Regions from separate parts of the Mus musculus genome. Here region 2 is linked to region 1. A link is a contact called in public promoter capture Hi-C data. All regions are on one chromosome and are shown on one strand. The core of a region is the stretch at or near the end of the contact, and the rest is flanking DNA. Distances in the headings are between cores, read along the strand shown. Region 1 overlaps Nrxn2 (neurexin II). Region 2 has its middle 9.9 kb from the start of Mir5046.

Region 1 (5,291 bases), core at 1,670-4,169:
CCAGAGACTCTGGAAACCCAAAGGAAGGGAAGCAGAGAAAAGAGAGTTTAAAAAAGAAAGAAAAGAAAGGAAAGGAAAAGAAAAGAAAAATAAAGAAAAGAAGAGAAAAGAAAGGGAGTGGGGCGGAGGAGGGTAGGGACAAGAGACAGCAAGCCTGAACCGGGACAGGAGGGCTGCGAAGAAGGAAGGCGAGAGGAAGAAGAAAATCGAGGGAAATAAACGAACGGCGCAGTGGACACTTTACAAAACCCCAGCCTTCCTTCCCGCCCAGCCCCACCAAAATAAAACTACCCCCCTTAAAAAAATAAATCAACCCAGGGCTGTGAGCACGTGCCCTGCCTGACAGGCGCAGAGCGGAGGACAGCCAGCCCCAGAGCTGACAGTGCGGCGCCGAGGGCAGCGGGAGGGAAGGGGATGAGCACGTAGTAGTTATATTCCTTTTCTTTTTCTTTTTTTGCGTTTCCTCTTCGTGGGAGAAGCCTGAGGCAGCCGGGGAGAGGGTCCCCAGATCCCCCTGCAGGGAGAGGGCCGCACCCTCCTCCCTCCTGGGAGGAGCAGCTGGCAGTGGGGTGCCTGGACTGGGTGCTCAGACGTAATACTCTTTGTCTTTGTTCTTCTTGGCCTTGCTTGGCGTCTTGGGGGCAGCAGGGGCCTTCTCCTTCACCACCGCCCCATTGCTCTGGGCCGAGTTACTGATGTAATTCCGGCTCTGGTCCACCTGGTAGGAGCCCTCGTCGCGGTTGCGGTACTTGTACATGGCGTAGAGGAGAATGAGGATGCAGAGCGCCGCCGCCGCCACGATGCCCACCACCATGCCCGTGGTGCTGCTGGATTCGCGGATCACCTCCACTGCACCTGGCGGGCCGCGCTCCCCCGGACCCGTGGGGTTGGCTGTGGGCAGACGGGGGAAACCGGGGGCTGAGGTCACGCCGGGGCGCAGGGGAGGCGGCCGCCGCGGCTCGAAGGCCGTGGGGACCCCAGGCCCCAGGGGTGGGTTCTCCAGCAGCGGCTGCAGTGGGTCTCGGTGGTTCATTTTGCCCGCGGGCAGGTTGGGGGCTGGGGCGGAGGGCGCAAATAGCACCCCGGGGGCGCCCGTGGCCCCATCTGTCCTGAGGTTGGGTCGGGGCTTGCGGGGCGACAGGAGGGTGGTGCGGTCCGTGACCAAGGGGAAAGTAGTGTAAAAGTCCTCGTCGTCCGTGGGGGGGAGGCTGGAGTCAAAGACCTCCCCGGAGGCGAAGCCCGAGGCTTCCACGGGCTCCTCGCAGTCGCTGTCGTCGCGCTCGGCCTGACACGGGCCCCCCGAGGACGGGCGGCGCGCGGCGGGCGGAGGCAGGGTGTCTTGGGTGGCACCCACGCCCGTGAGAAAGGGGTAGAAGGTGGGGGGTGGGGGCACGAAGGGGGATCGGGTGGCCACGGGAGGAGGGTCTAAGGAGTCCTCCGTGATAATGGGCAATATTAACTCTCCTCCTAGGAAAAGAAAGAGAAGAGAGAAGAGAGGGCGTCAGCGAGGGCCAGGGCGCGGGCGGCCGGCACAGAGAGAGAAACAACAGCCTCACACCCAAATCGGTTCAATTGGCTTTGGCGGAGACTACGCGGGCCGGGCCCGCCCGCCAGCCGGCCAGCGCCTGCGCTTTAAGCGGGCTGCGGCTCGGATGCCCTGGGCACCCCACGCGCGGGCTCTGTGACTTTGGGTTTTGGTCTTTTTGTTTCGTCTTAAGAAACCAAACGGAACAGAAAGGAAAGGAAATTGAAAAGAAACGGAATTTTTTTTTTTTCTACTGGTTTAAGGCTTTAAAAACATACAACAGCAGCATTTAAACAAACCTAACAACAATATCTTTTAGGGTTTTTTTTATATATATTTCTTTTTGCTTTTTTTTTTTTTTGCTTTTGTTTTTAAAAAAGAAGATAGCATACCACGGAATTCAGGCAACTTACATCAACAAATAGGCCGTGTGATTTTAGCATGAAGAAAAAAATTACAAACAGAGCTGTGTAAGCGGGTTCTCCCGAAAAAAAATAAGAAAAAACAACTTTTCCGTACAACGTTTTCTGTCTATCTGTTTGGCATCTCCCTCCCTGGACAGCCTGCTTCCTCCAGAAAGATCTCTCTCCTCCCTCTCTCTTCCCCCTCATTGAACACGAGACTGAAATTTACACAGTGCGTGTGCGGGTTAGGTCTGGGGAGTGGCACCATTCAGTGACATCGTGGGAACAGGAAGGGTCAGTGGAGAGGCCATGGAAAGGAGAGACGATGGCTGGCGTGTCTATGTGAGTGTGAACTCGGGGGTGGGGGTGGGGTTGGGGAGGCTGGCCGTGGAAAGGACCTGGGGCTAATTTCAGAGGGCCATGGGAGGAAACTTTAACCGGGAATGCTTGTGTGGAACAGTGGGCAGGGAGGATCAGACACACTGGAGCTGGGTTTGTCCCTTAGGATTCTGGGAGGTGGTGAAAAGTTCAGAAGATGCATGGAGGTAGGGAGGATTGGGAATGAGGGAGGGAGGACGGAGAGTGAGTGAGGGCGGAGGTCATATGATTACTGAGCTAAACCTAACTCTCCACTTTCTTCACCCTCCACCTCTGACCCCCACTGACTTCCCCCCACCCCCTCCCCAGAACCCCCATGGACCGCCAGAACCTGGCCAGGTTATGACTGCTTCTGGCCCTCTTATTATTGTTCAAACAATAATAAAACAACGGAAAGAAGGAGAAAGCAAAAAAAGAAAAGAAAACACATACACAGCCATCTGGGAGGGACGCGCTAGCTAAAACAGGGCCCAGGATAACTAATTGGGAAGGCGTGTGATAGGGAGAGGGTATTGTCTTCTCTTTTAGTCTAATAACTCAAGTACCCTGGGGCAGAAACTGCAATTCCCATCAGCTTCCTGTGGGCGGGAACTACAGGTCCCATTAGGCCTTCAGGGGGCATGAACTACACCTCCCATCTATCTGTGGGTCAACAACTACAACTCCCATCAGCCTCCTGGGCCTCTTCACTAAGCAAAGCTCTGCAAGCCTCTGACCTCCGGTAGATAGAAGCTGAATAAGCAGCTCTAGGCTGGAAGGAGGGCTCAAACTCTGGCTTTGGAGGTTGCCTCTGGTCCTTTTGGCTATGGAGTTGAAAATTTCCTCTCCGGCTCTACCTCCAGCTCAGTCTACGCCCAATCCCTACCTGAGCACTTCTCTTGGTTGTCCGCACCCACAGTCTTTCCACCCCTCTCTCTTAATCATCCCAGGGCTTCCTTTAGCAGATCCAGCAGCCAGGCCAAGTCTCACATCCAGAGCCTTCTCTGCTCTGCCTACCCCCGCCTTCTTGGGGGCTTAACTTCTCACACACCTCTTGAGCCTTTCCTCCAGCAGCTCCATCCATCTCACGGAGGCCACAGCAGACCCTTGCCACTGAAGGAGGAGGGACCTTACCAAGCGTCTCAGGCGTACTTCCCCTCAGGTTCCCTTACGCCGTGAAGTTTACAGCCTAAGAGTGCCTAGCCCTCCACAGACTTAGCCATGTGAAATGCTGACCCAAGAGCGGATTGCCCAGTTCCACTGATGGAAATCAAGACCTCATGGATGCCGGGCAAAGCACTCCAGCTCTCCCACTAATACATCCCAACCCTCGACCCCAGCTTCTAGGAGATGAGGATACTGGGGCCTAGAGAGGGCAGGACTTCCAAGAGAGGTGAATAAATGAACTGGCCAGTCCCTTCGGTGGCTCCCCGAAGCCAGGAAAGGGGTCAGGAATGTCTGGGCCACCACTCTCATGCCTCTAGGAGGCTGGCAGGCTGCTCACTCACCTGAGAAGCCAACCTGGAGGCTCCAGGTGTATCAACTGAATTGCTGTGTGACTACAGACATGTGCACCTCTATAAATCTAGAATGTTGCCATGCATGGTGGCACATGCTTGTGATTCCAGCACTCAGGAGGTGGAGGCAGGAAGATCGTTTCAAAGATCTTCAACTACATAGCAAGTTCTGGCCAGCTTAGGGTATGTGAGGCTCTGTCTCAAATAACCAAAATAAATAAACTAAGGAAGTGAGCCTCAGGCCCCGTTGCGCCTGGCAACGCTTCATTCCCATCCACTGGCCCGGCCTGGCTCGCACCCTCTGCCAGCTCTGCCTTCCACCTTTTCCATCACAGACCGAGCCACTACTGAGAACTCCAGCGTCAAAGCCTAACCTAACCTGGCTTATGATCTGCAATCAGCTGGCCATCACCGGAGACCCATGCTAGGGACATGTCCTCCCTAAAGTGCCTGTCCTCAGACTGACCAAAGCCTGGCCGGGTGGCCTCTCCAGTCTACGTGGTAACACGGTGCTTTTTCTACTCCCACGCTCCTCCCATTTCCAATGTCCTCATCCCTGCGCAGTGCAAACCGCACAGGAAAGCTTGGGGCCCGTCCAATAGTAACAGCGTGGGCCTAATCATAGCAGGAGCTCCTTCCCTATGACTGCTGAGCTCATCTAGGTCCTCTCTGCCCATCCACACTACCTCTTGTCTCCTGACCTTTGCCCTCTATTCCGAACAGGCTCCCTGTGGCTAGCCCACACACACTCAGGATCCAGCCAATAATACCTCATCTTCCGGACTGACCCCAGAAGATGCCCTCTGCTCCTGGTGCCTCTGACGCCGTCTTCCTACTCTTGGAGGCTCAAGTTTGACTCACTGCCAGGGAAGGGCCACAGGCATGAGTCCCATCTGTCGATCTTACGAGCAGCCAGCAGCAGGCCTGGCATGGGGCTCTTCAAGGGGAGTGAATGGCAAGTCCCCTAGCACTCTCTCTGAGGTAGGCCGGATCCGTGGGGAAGCACAGAGCACCTTTTACAGGCTGAGTTTACACACCCTTGCCCCACCTTCTTGGGCAACAGGCACTGAAGAGAGCTATGCCTCACAGTCTTTTCCTCCATGTCCTCAGGTCTGCCTTCTACCCTCTAAAAGCCCTGCCACCTTTTGCATCTTAGGCTGAGCTACCAGTGCCCTCAGGAACTCCAGGGTCAATAACCTGACTTATGATCTCCAACCAGCTGGCCATCACTAGGGACATGGCACAGTGTCGTTAGTACAGCTCATCAGAATGACCAGGGCACAGATCTTGGCTCTTCACCAGCCTGTTGCCTCCAGCTGGGTGAGGGCAGATGGTGGACTCAGGTCTGGACCACACAGATCCTGCCCCACCCTGCAGCTCCCACCATTCGCACTAGTCCTTGGGACACACCGGTGTTGTAGATCACCATCACAGCCTGCCCTGGCTCCCTTTTCAGATCTCAGCCAGATCCCTTCAGTCCTCATCCCC
Region 2 (5,291 bases), core at 779-3,278, 290 kb before region 1:
GCTTCATGACAGGATTTCAGACACCTACCCTCTTGCCCCAATCATCAGAGAGCCAGCCATCTACAGGGTGGAGAATGGACCAGGTCTCCCAGCTTCTGAGTCAGTAGTGGCCACAGGCATCCAGCTGGCTGCTCTGGACCAATGTCCCTGAAGCGCTGTCAGCAACAGTCCTGGACAGGCTTTGCCGATGCCGGGCTGCAGCTCCAAACTCCTCATCTCCTAGGGTCTTCATCCCACCTCACTCTGGGGCAGAGGTAGAATATTCTTTCTGCCTCTGTAGAGCCAAGTTAGGGGAAATGTCTGGAGTTGTATGAGAGAGAGGAATCACGCTCCAGGTACAGTGACTTTGGGGGAACCTGGCCATGGAGCCCAACAGTCAATGTGTCAGCTTGGGTGTCACACAGATCTGAATTCAAAGGTTGCTATTAGTCACCCAAGGTAACTCCAGTTAAGGAATGGAGCTGTTACTATCTGAAAACAAGGCTTAGAAAGGCTGCACACAATGTCCAGAGTCACACAGCAGCAGCAGCAGCAGCAGCAGAGGCTACAAGCCCCTTCACCTCCCTGGCTTAATCCCGCCTCTCAGAGTTAGTTACCCTTGCCTTGCAGAGGTTTCTGCGGCCGTTTACTTTCCTTTATTACACAGTTCGGCTCGGCTGCACTGTGGGCCTGGTTATTGCTCTGACTCGGCGTAGCCTGAAGCAGTGGAGACTTGCTGGCTTGGCTGGCTGTCTAGTTGAAGTACATCCCATCAGTCAGCATGTGACATTGCCTCGTCGCTCATCTTAGCTCAGCCTTCCATTCTGATCAGCAACTCAGGATCTCAATGTGAAGATTGTGTCCCCGAGCAACTGGGAACTGGGTGGTGGGGGAAAAAAATGCTTCAGAGAGAAAGAGCAAATGCTACAAAGAAGAGATGGACAAGAAGCGGAAGATTCTGAGGAGGATCAGAGCGTCCCGGTGGGTACCAGCTGAGCATGTGTGCCAAAGGAGGAAGGTGTAATGAACTGGCTAAAGAGCGTAATCGACTTTTCCTTTTTAGCTTTTGAAGTGGTCTCATTATGTAACCCTGCCTAGCCTGAACTCACTATGTAGACTAGTTGTCCTTGAACTCACAAAGACACTCACCTCTTCACCTCTGCCTCTACCACACGGGCTTGAGAGTCTGGCACCTCACCACACAACAGATTAAGTAACCCAAGCTAAACAGAAAGTAAAGAGCTGCCGGGCATGGTGGTGCACGCCTTTAATCCCAGCACTCAGGAGGCAGAGGCAGGCAGATTTCGGAGTTCGAGGCCAGCCTGGTCTACAAAGTGAGTTCCAGGACAGCCAGGGCTACACAGAGAAACCCTGCCTCAAAACAAACAAACAAACAAACAAAACCACAACAACAAAAAGAAAGTAAAGAGAAGAATGGGAAATCAAAGTGGTCCCTTCAAAATCACTTCCTTATGCCAACAAGGTGGTCTGGTCTGGTGGGTAAAGGCTGAGTTTGAACCCTGGGACCAGCATGGGAGGACAGGACCCTGGAAACTCCAGTGCAGGCACGCACACAACAAAGGAAGAATGGAATTTGCGTCTTTCGTTCTAAGGCAGGAGCACGCAATGCAAACAAGAAGTGGAAACTGGACAGACAGCTAGGGCAGGATCCACAGAAGCAGCACCTAGAACCCTCCTTAGTGATCCGGCCAGGAATGCTACCAGAGAGTCCCAGGTCCTCATCCCTCCTCAAAGTCGCCACTCCTGCCAGGAGCCGAGCTGCAGGGCGTGGACTGGAATTCCAGCAGACAATGTTCTCTTTTGGCAAACAACTGCAGAACCAAATCCTGAGATTTCCATAGTGAAAATGGGCTAAAATGGGCTAAAATGGGCTAGAGCCTCCCCTCCCCTGTTTCAGCTTACCTCCAAATGATTTTAGGGTTACCTCTTCAGAGATGGGCTGACACAGCAAAAGCCTAGGACATGTCTGGCTTGGGCGGAGACAGAGCATTCCAAGCTACCTAAAACATCGTTAGTCCAGTTGGGCCAGTCAATCACCCGTCCCACTCCAAGGCAGGCAGGCTGAGAGATGGGTGGAATAATTATCCCTTTAATGAGATACCGTGCTTTCTTTCCTAGAATCCCTGCCTTCTGTTGCGGTCCCTACTAAGGCCAGGAAGTTCAGCTGGGTCTGTCCTCCTTACTGAGTCCTGATTCAGAAAGCTGTAAGGTTCCCTTTTCCTGTCTCTTTCTTTAGATACCTCTAGAACATAAATGTGTAATCTCTGGTACTTAGGCTCTCTCTCTCTTTCTTTAAATTCCCTCCCTGCCCCACTGCTAGCTGCTTGTCTGCCTCAAAACAGCCTCCTTTCTGGCTTAACTCAAGTAGCATGGATTTTTCCTCCTCCTCCTCCTCCTCCTCCTCCTCCTCCTCCTCCTCCTCCTCCTCTTCCTCCTCTTCCTCTTCTTCTCCCTCCTCCTCCAGGCAGCCACTGAGATTTCCTGCTCTGGGGTGTTTCTTTTTAAATTGTTCCTTTTAAATAAACTTTGGCTTTGTTTGACTTTCAAATTTTTCCTGCCTTTTAATTCTCTAATTAGGAGAGAAAACACACCCATTCCTGCATACCTAGATGATATCACACTGGGAGAGAGAAGAGCGGAAATACTGATCCATCACCTCTGGTTCCATGAAGTTATTTTTTTTTTAAATTGATTCATTGATTTATTGATCTGGGGGTCTCATTGTGTAGTACAGACAAATCTTGAACTCCTGGACTCAAACCAGCCTTCTGTCTCAGCCTCTCAAGTAACCAGGGCTACACATGAGCCCAGCTATACACAGAGCCCAGCTTTACAATTTTTTGGCAAACTAAGGCATAGAGAATTATTTCATTATTGTTTTGACAGCAGCCTGTGTTGCCAGGTGTGGTGGCACACACCTCGATTCCCAGCACTCAGGACACAGAGGCTGGCAGATCTCTGTGAGTTTGAGGCCAACCTGGTCTACAGAGTGAGTTTCAGGTCAGCCAAGACTACACAGAAAAACCTTATCTCAAAAGGAAGAAGAAGAAGAAGAAAGAAAGAAAAAAGCAAGCAAGCAAGCAGCCTGTATGGTAACCTTGGCAGTTATCATTTTGTCCCGATTTCCCAGAATGCTTTGCTGGAGAAAGACAAGGAATAAATGAGACCACTTTGATGTTAGCTTGCTTGGGCCCCAGTACAGGCATAAGTGTGAAGCAACTCTGTACTTTTTTATACCCTCTCAGTGGTGCAAGATGGCGGCGAACTTGTTGCAGCAAGTCCCAGGAAGGAGGCACGTCTTTTGAGCTTTCTGGACAGTATCCAGGCTGCGTCCTTTTCTTGCAGAGGGCCCACATTATCCGTGAGAAGCTTCCTGTAGCTCTCAGGCCTGCCCTTCATTCAGCAGTCAGAAGTGGGTGTGTGGAGGGGTGGCAGGGAGTGGAGGGGGGAGGGGGTAGGAGGGAGTTGCTCTTGCCACGGCCAATAGCCACACCCTTGGTTTTAGCTACAGAAAGCCTAGAGAGCTGAACCGTGAAGTCTTACAACGCCCCCCTCCCCTGCTCAGAAGAGGCCAATGTGACTTAAGCAGAGGGCTGGGATGTGGTAGAGGTGGTGGCCGTAGCTGGCAAGATTCCTGCAGAAGCCCAGTCAGCGGGAAGGTGGGAGCGGGGGCTGTGTGTTGGGGAATTATCTCGTTTCTTACCCTCCACTGCCTGGCATGGGAGCTTGGAATCAGGAGGTGACTTAAAAGATGGGAACCTCCTGTGAATGATGGCAGGGAGAGAAGGGACCAGATACACTGATGGGAGCCATGCTCCTGCCTCAACCCTCCACCAGGACTTTTGGGACTTATTTTTTAAAAATTGTGTGTGTTCATTGTGTCTGTGGTGGTTGGAAGATGGGTGCCATCCTCTGAGATGGTCAGATGATCATGGGCCTCCCAGCGTGGGTGCTGGGGTCAGAACTGAGGTCCTCAGCAAGAGCACTAGATAATGCGGGCACGCGTTTAGGAGTTCTGCCATCTCTACAGCCCCTGCAGTTCCTTTTTTAAGGCAGAAAAGGTAACCCCCTTCCTGCTCCAGCCACTTTCCTTTTAGCTGTCTAGTTTGTCCGTGGTGCAGGTTTTTATCAGACAGTCACTGTCTTGGGAGCTTGTCTCTAGTCACAAATGAAGAGGAGTCCGACACGTGAGGTCCCTGAGGTGCAGCATCTCCTGTTTGCTGATTGAATAAGTAATCATACCAAGTGGAGTTTAAAACACAGTCATCTCTTTTCTACTCTCTCTTTCTTCTTTGTTTCTTTCTGAGAGACAGGGCCTCCTGCAGACCAGACTGTGGCCTTCAGGCTCTGCTTCCCAAATGCTGGGATTACAGGCGTTTGCTACAATGTTGCCTCCTCCTTCCATCCCCCCCCTCCCTCCTTCCCTCCCTCTTCTTCTTCTCCTCCTCCTCTTCCTTTCTATTTTTAGGGGTCTGAGTGAAAGCAAGATCTTGCTGTGCATAGCCCAGGCTGGCCTCAAACTTTCTGCCCAGGTCCTGAGATCACAGGCTGGGCCACCTGTTAGGTGTACTTTTTTATAGCCTACTTTAATAAGGGTTCAACCTCCCCATTAGCCCAGCACCCACCAGAGGTAGTGGAAAAGAAAGGTTATTAGGATACAGGGGAAGTGGATCTGTTTAGAAATAGTTCTCTGGGGTGATTCCAATCTTCGTTGAATCAGCAGCTGCAGCCCAGTTGCCCAGCAGACACCACACATGAATCTGCAAGGTCAGTTCAATCCAGAAGAAACGTCGAGACTGGCCAATCTGCTCAAGTCCGTGGAAGCTGCAAGAACCTCGAGAGAAGTTCTCTGTCCGGTTTCTCTCTATGAAGTCACCACAGGCGAAGCTCAGCAATGCAATCTAAGTTGATAGTCTTATAATCATACATGCATGCTGTCAGCGAAGACTATGGAGATGGAGCAAAGCAAACCAACACTTGAGCTCCCACTGTCTGTGGGGTCCTTTCTAAAGTCCTGTATCCTTTCACCTGTGTCTGCTTCAGCGAAACATTCTTTCACCTGTCTGCCCCAACAAAATGTCCTTATAATCCTGAGTCTCCAAAGAAACCTGAAATTTCCACTTTATCCCCTGAGTGGGGCTGAGGTTCAGGCTCTCATTCTCAGCCAGAGCATCCAGGGTTGGCTTGGCAGTGGTGGCAGTGGTGGTGGTGGTGGGGTCCCAGGTCTTTAATGTCACCTGAAAGCAAGCTAAAGGGAGGTGTTAGCTGATGTTGGCTATCAGTGGCCATTC

The links. Promoter capture Hi-C pulls out the DNA fragments that hold promoters and counts their contacts.
Region 2: a promoter capture Hi-C map of embryonic stem cells shows a contact between it and region 1, with 2.7 times the contacts expected there. A contact is called at or near these places in 7 of 39 promoter capture datasets (3T3-L1-derived adipocytes, the HPC-7 cell line, HPC-7-derived erythroid cells and 3 more), 1 of 484 Hi-C or Micro-C datasets (embryonic stem cells), 5 of 130 datasets of targeted methods (craniofacial prominence, embryonic forebrain, embryonic stem cells and 2 more) and 2 of 9 other capture datasets (adipose tissue and liver).

The regions. Positions count from the first base shown.
Region 1 is chr19:6,527,444-6,532,734 of GRCm38.p6, reverse strand. It overlaps Nrxn2 (neurexin II), which reads right to left. Exons shown (of 23, transcript NM_001205234.2): 23 at 1-1,467. The coding sequence ends at 587. Among named protein-coding and RNA genes, the nearest start is that of Slc22a12, 13 kb to the left of the region's middle.
Region 2 is chr19:6,817,443-6,822,733 of GRCm38.p6, reverse strand. No RefSeq gene overlaps it. Among named protein-coding and RNA genes, the nearest start is that of Mir5046, 9.9 kb to the left of the region's middle.